Linked DNA regions of Gossypium raimondii: region 1 is linked to region 2. The links are chromatin contacts, called in public Hi-C maps. All regions are on one chromosome and are shown on one strand. Each heading gives the region's core, a stretch centred on a gene start, on an enhancer-like site or on the middle of the called end of the contact. The rest is flanking DNA. Distances are from core to core; before and after follow the strand shown. Region 1 holds the start of LOC105780133 (amino acid transporter AVT6C). Region 2 holds the start of LOC105780268 (protein YAE1).

Evidence for each region. Hi-C and Micro-C count contacts between places; a contact is called where the count stands out from the background.
Region 1: a contact with region 2 is called in a Hi-C map of leaf, with 4 times the contacts expected there. The contact joins the promoter of LOC105780133 here to the promoter of LOC105780268 in region 2. A contact is called at or near these places in 2 of 2 Hi-C or Micro-C datasets (both in leaf).

What each region holds. Positions count from the first base shown.
Region 1 is chr4:37,567,794-37,574,329 of ASM2569854v1, forward strand. LOC105780133 (amino acid transporter AVT6C) reads right to left here and starts at 2,105. Exons shown (of 5, transcript XM_012604264.2): 1 at 1,647-2,105; 2 at 1,336-1,488; 3 at 987-1,190; 4 at 437-902; 5 at 56-343. The coding sequence starts at 2,013. The coding sequence ends at 226.
Region 2 is chr4:37,428,392-37,435,540 of ASM2569854v1, forward strand. It overlaps LOC105780268 (protein YAE1), which reads left to right and starts at 2,164. Exons shown (of 5, transcript XM_012604494.2): 1 at 2,164-2,295; 2 at 2,567-2,655; 3 at 2,738-2,859; 4 at 2,936-3,057; 5 at 3,206-3,759. The coding sequence starts at 2,571. The coding sequence ends at 3,536. LOC105780952 (scarecrow-like protein 3) reads left to right here. Exons shown (of 2, transcript XM_012605492.2): 2 at 1-725. The coding sequence ends at 572. It overlaps LOC105780267 (calmodulin binding protein PICBP), which reads right to left and starts at 7,132. Exons shown (of 1, transcript XM_012604493.2): 1 at 4,379-7,132. The coding sequence starts at 7,132. The coding sequence ends at 4,379.

The sequences.
Region 1 (6,536 bases), core at 855-3,354, 140 kb after region 2:
TACTTAGCAAAAAAGATCTAAAAGACTTGTAAAAGCATCCATTCTTGGAAGTCTGTTTTCAGAAAAATACATGTATCTATCTGATTTTATTTTTATCAACATATGATGTGTTTATTCCTTACAAGATAAGGGAGAAAAAAAATTGCTAATTAAGGGGACTTGATTTTTACACTAGAATACAAGCATCTCTGCGGAAGGTGAGGAGGAATCAAGTGATAATCTGTTTCAGGTGAAAAAGCTGTATATGTTAGAGGAAATGGCTATTACACTTGTAACAGAAGCCAAAATTATCATTACTGCAGACACAATCCGATCTCTTGATGTCGATATGCCATGAACATCCCTGCAATTGTAAAGGGAAAAGGGAAGAGACTTAGCAGGAATGTCTTTAAGGCTACAGGCAATATGAATCCAGCTTATTAGATAGAGATGATACCTAAGAGCAATAGCACCCGGGAAGACAAAAGCAAGGCTGACTGCAGAGGTTGATCCCATAAATTCAAAGAAATACCATATGTTAGGGATGGCTATGGCTGACAAGTAACAAATGGCTAGCAGAATAAGAGTGAGGGACATGAATCTGGTGTTATCTTTTGCCAGGATAGGCCTACTTGGGAAAAGGAATTCATCAATATTGGCCCTTAATGAGAAGTTTAAGAGGGGAAACACCAGCACTAGGTGAAGGGCATAGCTCAACCGAACTACATCATTGAGTAAAGAACCGAGTGCTGAACCAGAATTTTGGTCGAAATTAACAAGTATATCAGGCATGATCGATTCACCAAAAAGAAGGTATCCGAAGATCCCAACTGTAAAGTAGATGGTACCGCAGAGTATCAGTGAAATTCGGACTGCTTTCATCATATCAGAAGGTTTGTCCATCTCTAAACCAATTGGATGAACTGCATTCATTCATAAAAAGAGGCATATTAATGCTAGAACTAGCATGAAAACAAGCACTCATATGAATGCCAGAACGCTCTTACCATTGAAATGAAAAGTGAAAGCTGTTACAATAACCGGGACAGCAGTGAAGAGATCGAAAAAAGAGGCATTGCTGTCCAAGTAAGGCAGCAGTCTCGGGGTTTCGGTTTTCCCTTCGATAAGTGCATCTATTGCCATCACTGAACTGATGGAAACAAACAGCACAGCTAGAAAAACTGCTAATGCAGAACTGAACCTTAATGCATCTGCAAATTCAGGCCAAGTTAACAGATAAGATTCTCGACGACGAACTCAATATCATAACATAAACAATAATTACTCAGTTCTGTATATAAGATAAGAAATCATCTTCATATAGAAACAGGACATATCTTTTGGAGAAAAACTTACCTACACGCCTAAATGAAACCAATGGAAGCATAACGAAAGCAACAATGAAAAGGATTGAAAAGGCACGGGAATTCCACCAGTGAATGCCAAACCATTCTTGTAAAACGCCTAAGTGCACTGATCCTTCAGGTTGATTTCCTGAAAGAACATCCCCTAAAAAGCACAGTACTAAACATCAGAACATTTTATCAATGATCACTCAAATAGCTTCAGACTCTTATCTATAATCTACAGAGCTAAGTTGAACTATTCAAATAGATTATGAAACTTATCCACAACCTGTACAACTTACTAGCTGCAAAAGAACTTACCAATAATAATCAAATAAATGATCAAGCAACCAAGATTATTTGTAATGACACATAACTGCACCAGGACAGATCCAATCCGCCCAAACGACTCCTTCATGACACCGGCATAAGTGGTTGACTTCCCAGCATGTGTATACCTCATCAGAAATTCAACCGAGATGTCTGCTAGCCAAGCTATAATCACTATCAACATAAATGCTGGGATTACTCCTAGCACCTTGAGAGTTGCTGGGATTGACATAATTCCAGCACCAATAATGCTAGTTGACACATTGAACACAGCGCTGGAGACCGATGTATGCTTTGCAGGTGGCTTGTTTTCCCCGAGGAGCGGTGCATTTGCACTGGTGATGGCCGAAGAAGACATCCGGTGATGAAGCTTTTTTTCTTCTTCTTCTGGTTAGGATTATCAGTTGTCTTGTTCTGTATTATTGCACATTAATGGAGACAAGGGTAGATAGGAATAAGGGTAGTGAAATGACAAAACTGACATCAGAAAAAAGGAAATGATTTAATATAGGATAATGTAATGAAGGGGGTAAGATGGAATGCCATTTTCAATGAAGATTAGTATTAATAATTGGAGTAGAGAACAGGCTGGATGTGGGGTAATGATGTGTTTGTCTTGTTCCATGAATATGTGGCGAACGGTGATTTGAAGCTATACGAAATTGAATTTTCTTCATAAAAAAGTGGAGAAATAGTTGTTTCAATCACATGGGACAAAAACTAGTGAAGTGCAAGGAGGTTAAAAAATCATTATCGGCCTTTCAGTAGAAAAACGTGAGACTTTTATAAGAGAAAGAAAATAACAGATCATTTAAAAACAAGTTACACAGATCAGAAAGGACCCAATATCTAATTAACTGGAGCCATGGCTATTATTAACATGATTCAGTCACTATCTCTGTTTCTCTCTTAAATAACAATAATTCAAGTCCCCCTTTGTTCTAAAGCTACAATTTTAAATTTGGTATGGTGAAGTGTAAAGATATGGAATTAGATAAGGACCTGGGTTCCGGCCAAAAAGATATATATTTGTTTTTCCTGTACGTATGGGGCTGTACAAAGATCTGCAAGCAACAGAATATGGTGAAAGATGTTGATGTTTTCGTTTATATGTTCGGAAGTCCATACTTAATCGGGAAGAGCTCAAGACATGCGCTGCCCAAGTACTGATAACATAAATCAGCTTCTAGCATCTTTACATTGCCCTTGAATTTGCAGCAGTTCATATGCTGCTAATTAAACCTATATCTAAAGTATACGATCTGGTTCATTGTAATAGCCTAGTCTTAAAAAGATTTTTGAAAAATCAAATAAATTGTTATTATTCTTATCCTACTTTATTTTTCAAATATTTTGAATTTTTCATGTAACTATAAGAAATTATTGGACACATTTCATAGGCTTTCAATGTCGGAGCTTTTTGACTAACCACATGATTTTCAGTTCTATAGCTTTGAACTTCATCTACCTTCAATAGTTTATCTTTGTTGACTGACGTCAATTTTTGTTCACTAAAGCCATCCAATAGGGTTTCTTTCTCACTAACCAATCATCCAATCATAGCTATTGGTTCTATGTTAAGAGGTTTGTCTATTGGATGTCATGAATATACTAATCATAACTACGTAACTTACAATGCTACGTTGCAGTTCACATGATCTCCGAAAATATAATATTCACTTATTTCGTTCATCGTTGTTGTAACTCGTAATAAAAGCCCACCATTAAAACACCCTCGGCCACAAAATTCACCTTTTACCCATTAATTGTTCTCCTTTTTTCATCATTATCTATCCAAGATTGTTAATCTATCTGTCATTAACAAGTGGCATAACAACACAGCCTTTGGATTTCAAACATTATTATTTTTTGAATAATCCGTGTGTATTTCTGGAAAAAAATTTATTGGAACTATTTTATAAACCTCCAATTACTTGGATAGATTGATCAGCTTCAAACAGTGCAGGACATTGATATAAACTGGGTTAAGAGCTGTATTCAAGAAGTGTGCAGCTATCCACTTTACAATTAGGCCATTCTTCAACTACCGATGGTAATTAGTTAATACTACCATTTCCATAGGTACCCAAAAGTTGTGCGTTTATTTAGCAGTTTTTATTTTTGTACAAAAAAATATTTTCAGGTTTTCAATGAGGTGGACATTCAGGCTGAAGATGGATCTTTATGGGGTGATTCCGTAGAGTGAGTTCTGTCCTTGAGCTTCATTCTCTACTGGCTTCTTATGAGAAGTTTAGAAGGAACTTTAACTCCCCCACCTGTGTCTAAGAACCTTGATATTAATTCATCACACAAGAGTTTTGCAGATGACTCAAGGTACTTTAGGAGAGCGACTTGAGAAAGAACTGATCCTCCATATATACGGCCCAAGTTGTGACTTGGCAAACAAGCATTGGTTAATAATTGTATAGAACTGTTGGAGTTTAGAGAAGTTGAGAGAACAAAAACAGAGAAAACAAGGAAAAATACTTAGCAGAATTTTTTACTGCTATCAAATTCTCTCATCATCATCTTCATTTCACATGAATTACAATATATATATATGGGTGTAGTGGTTACAGATAATTCAACAAACCCCACTAAAACCCTTAAAAATACGAAGATGAAATTTATACATAAATTGATTAGGTAAAAGTCAGTACCTAAAAAAGTCAAATCAATACTAACACTGCTTTCTTTAACAAGTAATCTCAGCAAGCAAACTAATTATAAAATATCATTAGCGGAATATGCCAACCCTTCTTGTAATACATTTGGGGTTTGCCAACAACTGATAACAGCTCACATCTTACTTAGCAAGCAACTTGAGTTGAGCTCACATCTTTTTATGAGCTCGCACTTTTGGTTGAGCTCGTAGACTTATTTCAACTCGCAGCTTCACAGGAAGAGTTCGTCATTGCATGAATAGCCACTTCGCAATAAGAATATACACAAAACCTAAAGCATCTGCTAATCTGATCAAAGATGTTGATATTTTCGTTTATGTGTTCCAAAGTGACATTATTTTCGCATGCACTGAATAAGCTTATTTGACCTTTATACTTGCCCTTGAATTTGCACTACTTCATATGCTGCTGATTAAACCAATATCTAACATATATATTCTGGTTTGATGATGAAACACTGATAAAACCCATTAAACCTTTGTTTTCTTGTCAATTATTATACATGGTTGAAAGACCAGATTATTAATGTGTTTTTTACTATTAATTGAGTTAAACAATAATATCAATTTAAGCATGAAGGATGCCCTTAATCACTTTTGATTATTATCAGGCAAGCATAAACATAGAATTGATTTATTTTCTCATCCGACCATGGTACTCATGTTGATTCAAACATTTATAACGCAAACATGGATGTACAGGCAAACAATGGCCATATATAGAGCAGCAAAAAGCATGGTATAAATTACTCAAAAACTACAACTCTCTTGCTCTTGTCGGTTGCTACCTTCTCTATTACACTACATCCCTTGTTGATTTGAATGTCAGCTAGTGTTTCCCATGTTCACCAACTCAACCTTAATTCTTCAGCTCCTAATCATTTACTATACTTGAGAACTTCTTTTGTTTTTCTGATTTAAAATTTTCAAATTTAATTCCGTCAAAATTTATCAATTTGTCATGTGGATTAGGTTATATTCATATTATGTGACATAATTTATAAAAAATAAATAAATATGTTAAGTTGACAAATTTTGACAAAATTAATTGATAAGATTTTAAAATTAAATAAATAAGAGATTAAATTTTTAATTTTTAAAATACAGAAACTAAAAACTCTATAAAAATACAGCATATTGTAGCCATATTTTATAAGGGAACAAATGTTTCATCGTTGAGGAGTCAATTTTGGCACCTACCATGGTTTAATAAGTGAATCAATTCTTTACCTAATTTAATTTCAAATTTCCATTTAGATAAGAGAGAGAGCTGGAAGTAATTGAGGTTTGCAAAACAAAGGATTAAAAAGTCATGAAGGAGAGCAAAAGCGGTGTCCAGTTGAACGAAGTTCCATCACCAAAAAGCTCATGATACCTTGACCCAAAGCAAAGCCACTTCGATATGAAAGAATCCAGTCTCACCCCCTGGACGTGCACTGCAAACTTAAAAGAGAACCCTAAAACAAACCCCAAAAGCCCAATACTATCCCATGAATACTGAAGCCACCAAACGCAACATTATGGGGAGAACAAATCTCCACCACAGCAACGATATTTCTTTTTATGAAAAACTTAATAAATTTTAAAGACTTTTTTTATAAAAATAGTAATTTCATTAAGAGTCAAATCAGAGCACACCCAGCAAGGAACAAAAGCCAAGGAAAACACACTCTATTAAAAGGAAATTAAGTTAGAAACCATCCTTCTTTTGCTTCCATTCGTCTGCCATCAGAAGTAAATGATTATATGAGAACAAAACACTTTAATTAAACTGTAGATTGCAATGAACGCTATATTGGTAGTGTCAAAAACTACTAAAGACGGACAACCTTGATTAACTGATGATAACTACATACTACCCCTACTCTCATTACACTACCTTAACAAGTCAATCGTACCGAAAAGATTTTAATGCTTGAAACCAATCCCCAAATGACCCAACCTCTTTCACATCTTTCCGGAACGTAAGAATTAAGAAAAATACTAAAACAACGACTATTCACATGACTTTTATTCTATGCTTGGATTGCACTAAAACAAGTTAAAGGAAAAGTAACACTCTTTTCTTGTTTTATTTATTTCTTTATTTATTTAAATAAGGAAAAGTAAAGGAAGTCCTTACATTACTCAATCCTTTTTCATCCCAACTTGAGGAAAAGCTTTTAATATGCAAAATTACATTTTATTTATGCTATTTT
Region 2 (7,149 bases), core at 914-3,413:
TGACTCAACGTACTTTTGGAGAGTGGCTTGAGAAAGAACCAGTCCATATATACAACCCAAGTTCTGACATAGCATCTTCTCCATCATCCCTAGCTCCAGCTCCAAAAATGGGGAGCTTTCTAGCCGCTCTTCGGGCCTTGTCACCGAAAGTAATGGTTGTAACCGAGCAGGAGTCCAACCATAATGGTTCTACTTTAATGGAGAGGGTAATAGAAGCATTGAATTTCTATGCTGCGCTGTTTGACTGCTTAGAGTCTACGGTATCAAGAGCACCAATAGAGCGACAAAAGGTTGAGAAGATGCTTTTCGGAGAGGAAATTAAGAATATTATAGCATGTGAGGGTGGTGAGAGAAAGGAGAGACATGAAAAGCTGGAGAAATGGATCCTGAGACTTGAATTGGCCGGGTTTGGAAGGGTGCCATTAAGCTACCATGGCATGTTGCAGGCAGGAAGGTTGCTGCAGACCAATAACTACGATGGTTATAAGATGAAAGAAGAGAATGGGTGTTTGGTTATGTGCTGGCAAGAAAGACCTCTATATTCAATATCAGCCTGGGGGTTTAGACGCTAGGATTACGACTCATTTTATTTATGCCTGCCCTGTACCCTCCTCCTAGGTGTCTCTTTCTTTCTTCCTTTGATTGTAGTTTAATTTGTATGTATATGAAAGACTTTTTCATTCTATAGTTACTTGAGAAAAAATTTTAAACATGTATCTCATTCATTTCCTTGGGCTGCTGTTGGAGTTTGAGTTGCAAAGGAAGTCATTAATGAGTACATGATGGCAGCTTGAGAAAAATAAAACAGCCCATTTAGGCTCTAAAGTCCTATTAGGATCATTCAATCAACATGCACATGCTGCATTAAGGGAATTGACCAAATCGCAAAGCTTGTTTTCAAGGCATTAAGGGGACGTAGCATGTATGATCCTCAATTATTGATCATCATCAGTTCATTTCATTTGATTATGACATTAATTATTTTACCTTTTTCTGCGCATTTTCAATCAGTAGCCATCTTATTTTTTACAAGAAACAATCTACATATGATAACATCTTAGAAAGCTCTATTGTATTTCTCTTCATTTCGCCTTCAGCACCTACGTTTGTCTATGCGTTAGGATGGAATTTGGATTATATTATTACAAGGTAGGTATAGATTTAGTTTGGTTCAAATTGTTATTTTATTAATATTTAAAACTAAAAAAAAAAAGGGTAAACTACCAAAATAGTCACTTTTGTTTACCTTAAGTTACATTTTAGTCACTTATGTTTGAAGTGTTACGTTTTAGTCACTTAGGTTATCGCGTTGTAACATTTTAGTTACTGAGCCGTTAACGGTGTAACTGTAAGCTGACGTGGTATGTTAAATCATCATTTCAAAGAAAAATTTTAGATTAATTTATACAATCAGTCCCCATATTTTTTCGTTTTGAGCAATTTATTTTTTTTATGTTTTTTTTAACTTTCCTTCTTTTTTTTTTCTTTTTTTTCCATTCTCTTCTGCTTCTCCCTCTGTTTTCCCCCATTTTCCATTTCTTTTAACATAGTTTTCTCTATGTTTTCCATTTTCCATTTCTCTATCTTTTAACTAGTCCCTATACTTTTACTTTTTTAAAAATTTAACTTTTTCGAGTGAGGTGAGCTTGTGGACTAGTTTTAACAAATGGAAAATATAGAAAAACTAAGTTAAAAGAAATGAAAAAGGGAGGAAAATAGGGGAGAAGCAAAAGAGAGTGGAAAAAAAGAAAGAAAGTTAAAAGAACATGAAAGAAAAAAATTAAATTACTCAAAATTAGAAAATATAGGGATCAATTTTAGAATTTAACCTAAAATTTTCGTTAAAAATGATGATTTAACTTGCCACATCAACTTACTGTTATACCGTTAACGACTTAGTGACTAAAATGTTACAACATGATAACGTAAGTGACTAAAACATAACATTTCAAACATAAGTGACTAAAATCTAATCTGAGGTAAACAAAAGTGACTATTTTGATAGTTTACCTTAAAAAAAACTTTTTTTTAACAATTTCAAATAAAAAGTATAAATTTTAAAAGTAGTTAATAGGCCTGATAAGCTATGGTCTAAATGGTTTGTCTAATAGTCTAATTTAAGGTCCAAAAGCCCAAATAACAGAATTAAGAAAAAAGGGGGGGGGGGTGGGGGGGAGGAAGTCGGAATGAAAATCAGAAATTTCTTGCCAAATAATCTTTCTCTCTACTCGATAGTCTTTATTCCTTTAACTGAGCTCATAAAGGAACTCAAACAAGGCGGCGGCTGATTTATAGGTAAGCTTCGAAAATCGTTATTTTGAGTTGCTGTATTCTTATTTTAGTTTGTTTTTCAAGTTTTTTTTCCTTTAAAATTTTTTGTTAGAATTTGAAGATTCTTGTGAGACTCTGTTTAATTTTAAATTTGGATTAGCAAAGACAAAGCCTGCCACTGTTTTTACTTTTAGCTTTTATTTGTTTGGATTCAAGTAAAAAATGTTGAACCGAATCCATTTGTCGGAAGGTGTTTGATGAAATGCCAAAGTAATTTCTTTTATTGCTTTTACAGTGAAATGGATGATAAATTTGCTCAAGAGCTGTATTCAGAAAGTTTGCACCTATCCAATTTACAATTAGACCGTTCTTCGAGTACCAATGGTAATTAGTTAATGCTACCAATTCCATGGGTACCCAAAAGTTGTGCATTATTTAGTAGTGCTGTTATTTTATATGTTTTCAGGTTTCAATAAGGCGGACATCCAGGATGAAGATGGATCTTTATGGGGTGGTTCTGATGAGGAATTAGATAAAACATCTGATTTAGACCGTGAATGGAAGAGAAGGCATGACCAATTCCACACGGTACTGACAATTCAGAATTTTCTTTTTCCACTATTTGTTTAGTAATTGATGTCAGTTCTATATTGAGAATTTCTAGATTGGTTATCGTGATGGGCTGATAGCAGGGAAAGAAGCTTCCGCACAAGAAGGTTTTAATATTGGCTTTAAGCAATCAATTCCCATAGGGTACAACTGGGGCATAGCAAGAGGTGTTACCAGGTACAATGAAGAAGGGGATAAAATTTGTCATTCTTTTTTTATGTCTAGAATGTAGATTTCTTATACATTTTCTGCATGACATTACTCTGAATCTTATTTCAAATTGTATTCTTTTTCTTGTGTATATGTGTATCTTTGCCTTTAAAAGCGCATTGGCTTGTCTTCCGGATGAGTTGAGGGAGAGATTGATTGAAACACAAGAGAATAGAGATAAATTCCAGGAGTTATATGAATCTGTGAATTTGCTTTCAGCTACAGATGCACTTAAGTTGTTCCATGATGATATTTTGACAAAGAAAGCTGTGGAACAGAGCGGGTCTACTGAGGCTAGTGTTAGTGTAGGTGGTGCACAAGAACATATCTCAAATTCTTCTAGTTTGGGAACTTATAGTACAAAGCTCCAATCACTGCTTCTTGAATCTCCTGAAATCAAAGTACAATTCTTCCATCAAGGGGCTTCAACTCCTGATCGTTGTTGAAACTGAGTGTGAATTCTTGTTTTCATCCATGAAGCTCAGAACTAGAATAAGCGTTTGAATATTTGGTTAAAAAGTGCTTAGCTCTTGTTTGTATGTGAACATGAATACGAGGTTGACTATTTATGGCACATGTAGTTTCTAATAGACCTGTACAAATATAAAAGTTTTCTTTTATGTAATGACCAAAAGACCCAAAATATCTAATGAACAATCGTTTTCCGAACTTCTGTTTTCTGTGCATTCTATGTGGGCCTGTCTTATGTATTAGCATATGGTGCTTGACAGTTGCAAGTTGTATAAAGCATTTTTACAATGCTATGCTGCATTTGGATCTATCATAACCAGTATGTTTGCTTTTTATCATTATCAGTATTTTACCTCAGTTTGTACTGCCTTTCTCTTAATCTGTTGATTATCCTGGACTTAAGGAGAATGATATAGTTGATAATGATTATATTATGGAATCCTCCACGTTGCATATTAATGTTTAAATATTTTGTTAAAACTAAATATCCATGTTCCTACTCTTGCACGTGAATCCTAATAATAGTTAAAATCTTGTATGGCAATTGTAGCTTGACATGTTTAGAAACAGTACATGAAAAGCATTTGATGATTTTTGATATTGCTGGTGATCATAGTAGTACATAGCATTAGAAATAGACATAATAGACCTCCAAATGATAGATATGATCCAGTTGAAAGTACACAAATTCTAGTAGTTGAACTAGGCACTCTCCTCTCGACACATAACTTAGGAGAAACTGCCTCCTTTCCTTTAATTAACAATAACAAGGAATGGACTTGGAATAATGAGTTACTTAATTACCTCTATAACATTATCAATTACAAGCTTGAATGGATTGTCCATGGCCAAAGCCTGTTGAAGTTTGCCTCAAATGAGTTTCACATTTAGTTCTTGGCTGGACTGTTTCAAAGGCTTCAACAAGTAATGCCACCTTTCGTTTTCTAGCCGGAGCAAGTTTGGTGACAACTTGTTGTAGTGCATGATCGAGCATCCATTCCTCTGCATTTTTCCTTTTATCCATTGGTTGATGCCTGAGATCAACCTTTTCTGCATCTGGCTCTGGAACAACAGGCAAGAAGTTTGGTTCTCGCGGGTTGAATTTCTTTTTCTCCTCATAGTTATCTTCGTGTCTTTTGCACCCAATTGTCCATTTTCTGTCGCTATGATTTTCAGGCACTTCTTCTTTAGCATTGTTTCTAGTGAAGGAGAACTTGCTTCTTGGCTTGGGGATGGTTTTAGTTTTATCATTTGCTGCAGGGTATGTTTCTGCCACATCCAATCCAGCAGTAGCACTATCCTCGAATTCCATTTTCCCAACTTCACTGCCATCAGCTAAACGAGTTTTATGCATCCTTGAACCGTTATGCTTCTCTGGATCCATGGAAGTAGGAACTTTTAACTTAGCTTCTTCTTGATCTTCCTCTAGGGCACTCTGATTGTCTACAACATGCACATTCTTATGTTGGCTATCTGACAGATGATCTTGACTCTGGGAAAAAAGGCTCTCTAGAGCAGTATCTCGAGTTGAAAACCTTTCATTGTCTTCTACCTCAAATTCATCGTCTGCCCTTGGTAGAACATGAGATAAACCAAGGAATCCAATCAATAATTCGGAATAAGCTACTTTCTCTGCTTCCGTTTTGTCTCCCGTTTCACCACTTGGAAGTTTATTTTCTGGACAGAAATCACAGCTGGTGTCAATCTGATCTGCTTCCGTATCCCCCGGCTTCCAGACTATGTTGTAATCTTCATTTGTTTCATCTTGCTTCAACTTATTAAATGAGTGGAGCTGAAATTGCTCGGTTAAGTCAAAAGCTTCTTCATTCAAATCAATAGTGCTGATGTTTTCAGGAACTTCTAGTGCTTCAGAAACATCATTAACTGTTCCAGGAACTCCATTCTCCAGCATTTTCTCCTTGCTTGGTGTTGGTTCCTCATGTAACTTCTTTCTTGAAGAAGCTGTTGTAAAGATGCCTATCAAATCTGTTTCAGTGTTTTCTTCTTCCATGGCTACCGATACCTCCAACATGTCTTCAGCGGAGGAAACTTGGTTGTAGCTCAAGGTTTCTTCAAAGGCTTGTTCTGCTCCATCAGCCGAAACCTCCTTTGCAGTGTTGCTGTTACTTTCATCTGAATTGATCAGAATTTCATCACACAGATTATCCCTATGACTTTCTGACGAATCCCCAGTATCCAAATCAGATTCCATTGAAGAATGGGCTTCATAATCAGGCTCTGAAGCAGAAAATTGCCACTCTTCCCACTCCAAATCAATAACTTGAAACATAGCATGGTCCACGTCAACCCTTGAAACGCTTTCATGCTTATCACCTTTTAAGTTCAAGGGTGGTGATTCTTCTTTAATCAGAACTCCCCTAGATTCTTCATCTGCGTCTCTTTGTTTGAGCGTTTCACTGATATCATCAATTTTGGAAATAATGTCACCACAATGTTCAATTTTTTCATCAAAATCAATCTCAGAGTCTGGTGATCCTTCAGATGAACTATCTGAAATTAGCTCTACCCCTGCTTCATTGTCATATCCAGAATTATCCTTTCCCTTGGCCTTCATTTGTGTGCTTCCATGGGTTGCTTCAGCGTCATTTCCTTTGTTTTTTGCATAGATTTCAATGAAGAAATCCATGGCTCCCCCTTGCATCAAATGAGAAGGGGAGATATCCAAATCCATTCCATTGCTGGTGGGCCTGTCAGCAAAAACCACAGGCTCTTCGTCACCCCCCTCCGTTCCATCACCAGAAGGCTTTACTCTACGAGGGCTCAAAGCTTCCATCTTCATGCTTCTCTGGGTTTTCATAGAACGTCTCCTTGCTTTTAAGAAACATTTCAATTGAGACAAAGGAGTATGGTGATGACCATTAAGGGAACAGTAAGTATATGGGCAGACCTTGATAATAGAAGTTCCCTCAGACTCAGTCCCATGATTCAGCATGAGATATGAGGGAAACTTTGAATCCTTTAAAGTTGAAGAACAGGTAGCCCTCTGTACATTCATATCTGCACATAAAGCGACCCTGGAACATTTTTTGGCCGAAGCTCTAGCCGGCTTGAAAGTAGGAGATTTTGTCAAAGTCCTCACCAGCTTCAAATTAGATGTCCTTGTTAGAGTTCTAGCACCAGCTGCCTTATTACAAGAATCAGAGCTGATAGAACCGGTTGAACATCTTCTACGTAGATTCTTGCTATCTGAACCAGCTAGAGAACTTACCGGAGAACTCTCCTTTTTGGCCTTGGAACTGCTGGTAGACTTCATGTAGTTTGGTGATCCATCGACAGCTTTGATCACAGATTTATTCTGTGGAGTTGTAGCTGGAAGAACATTGAGAGGTGGTGGTTTTCCAGGTTGTGCAAAGGTTTTCCTCAAAGGTGATGATGATCTTAGACTGCCTTCTGAGAGCTTAATTGACCTTGAATTTTTCATTTTTTTCTTCAAGTCAGTTGCTTGGTGCTGACAATATGATGGTTTGAGGCTTCCCAACAGCCTTTCTGTTTTAAGGAGATCACCTTGGATTCCATTACCGAGTTTGTTGGGCACCTTTCTTTGAACCATCCTCGAAGGAAAACTTA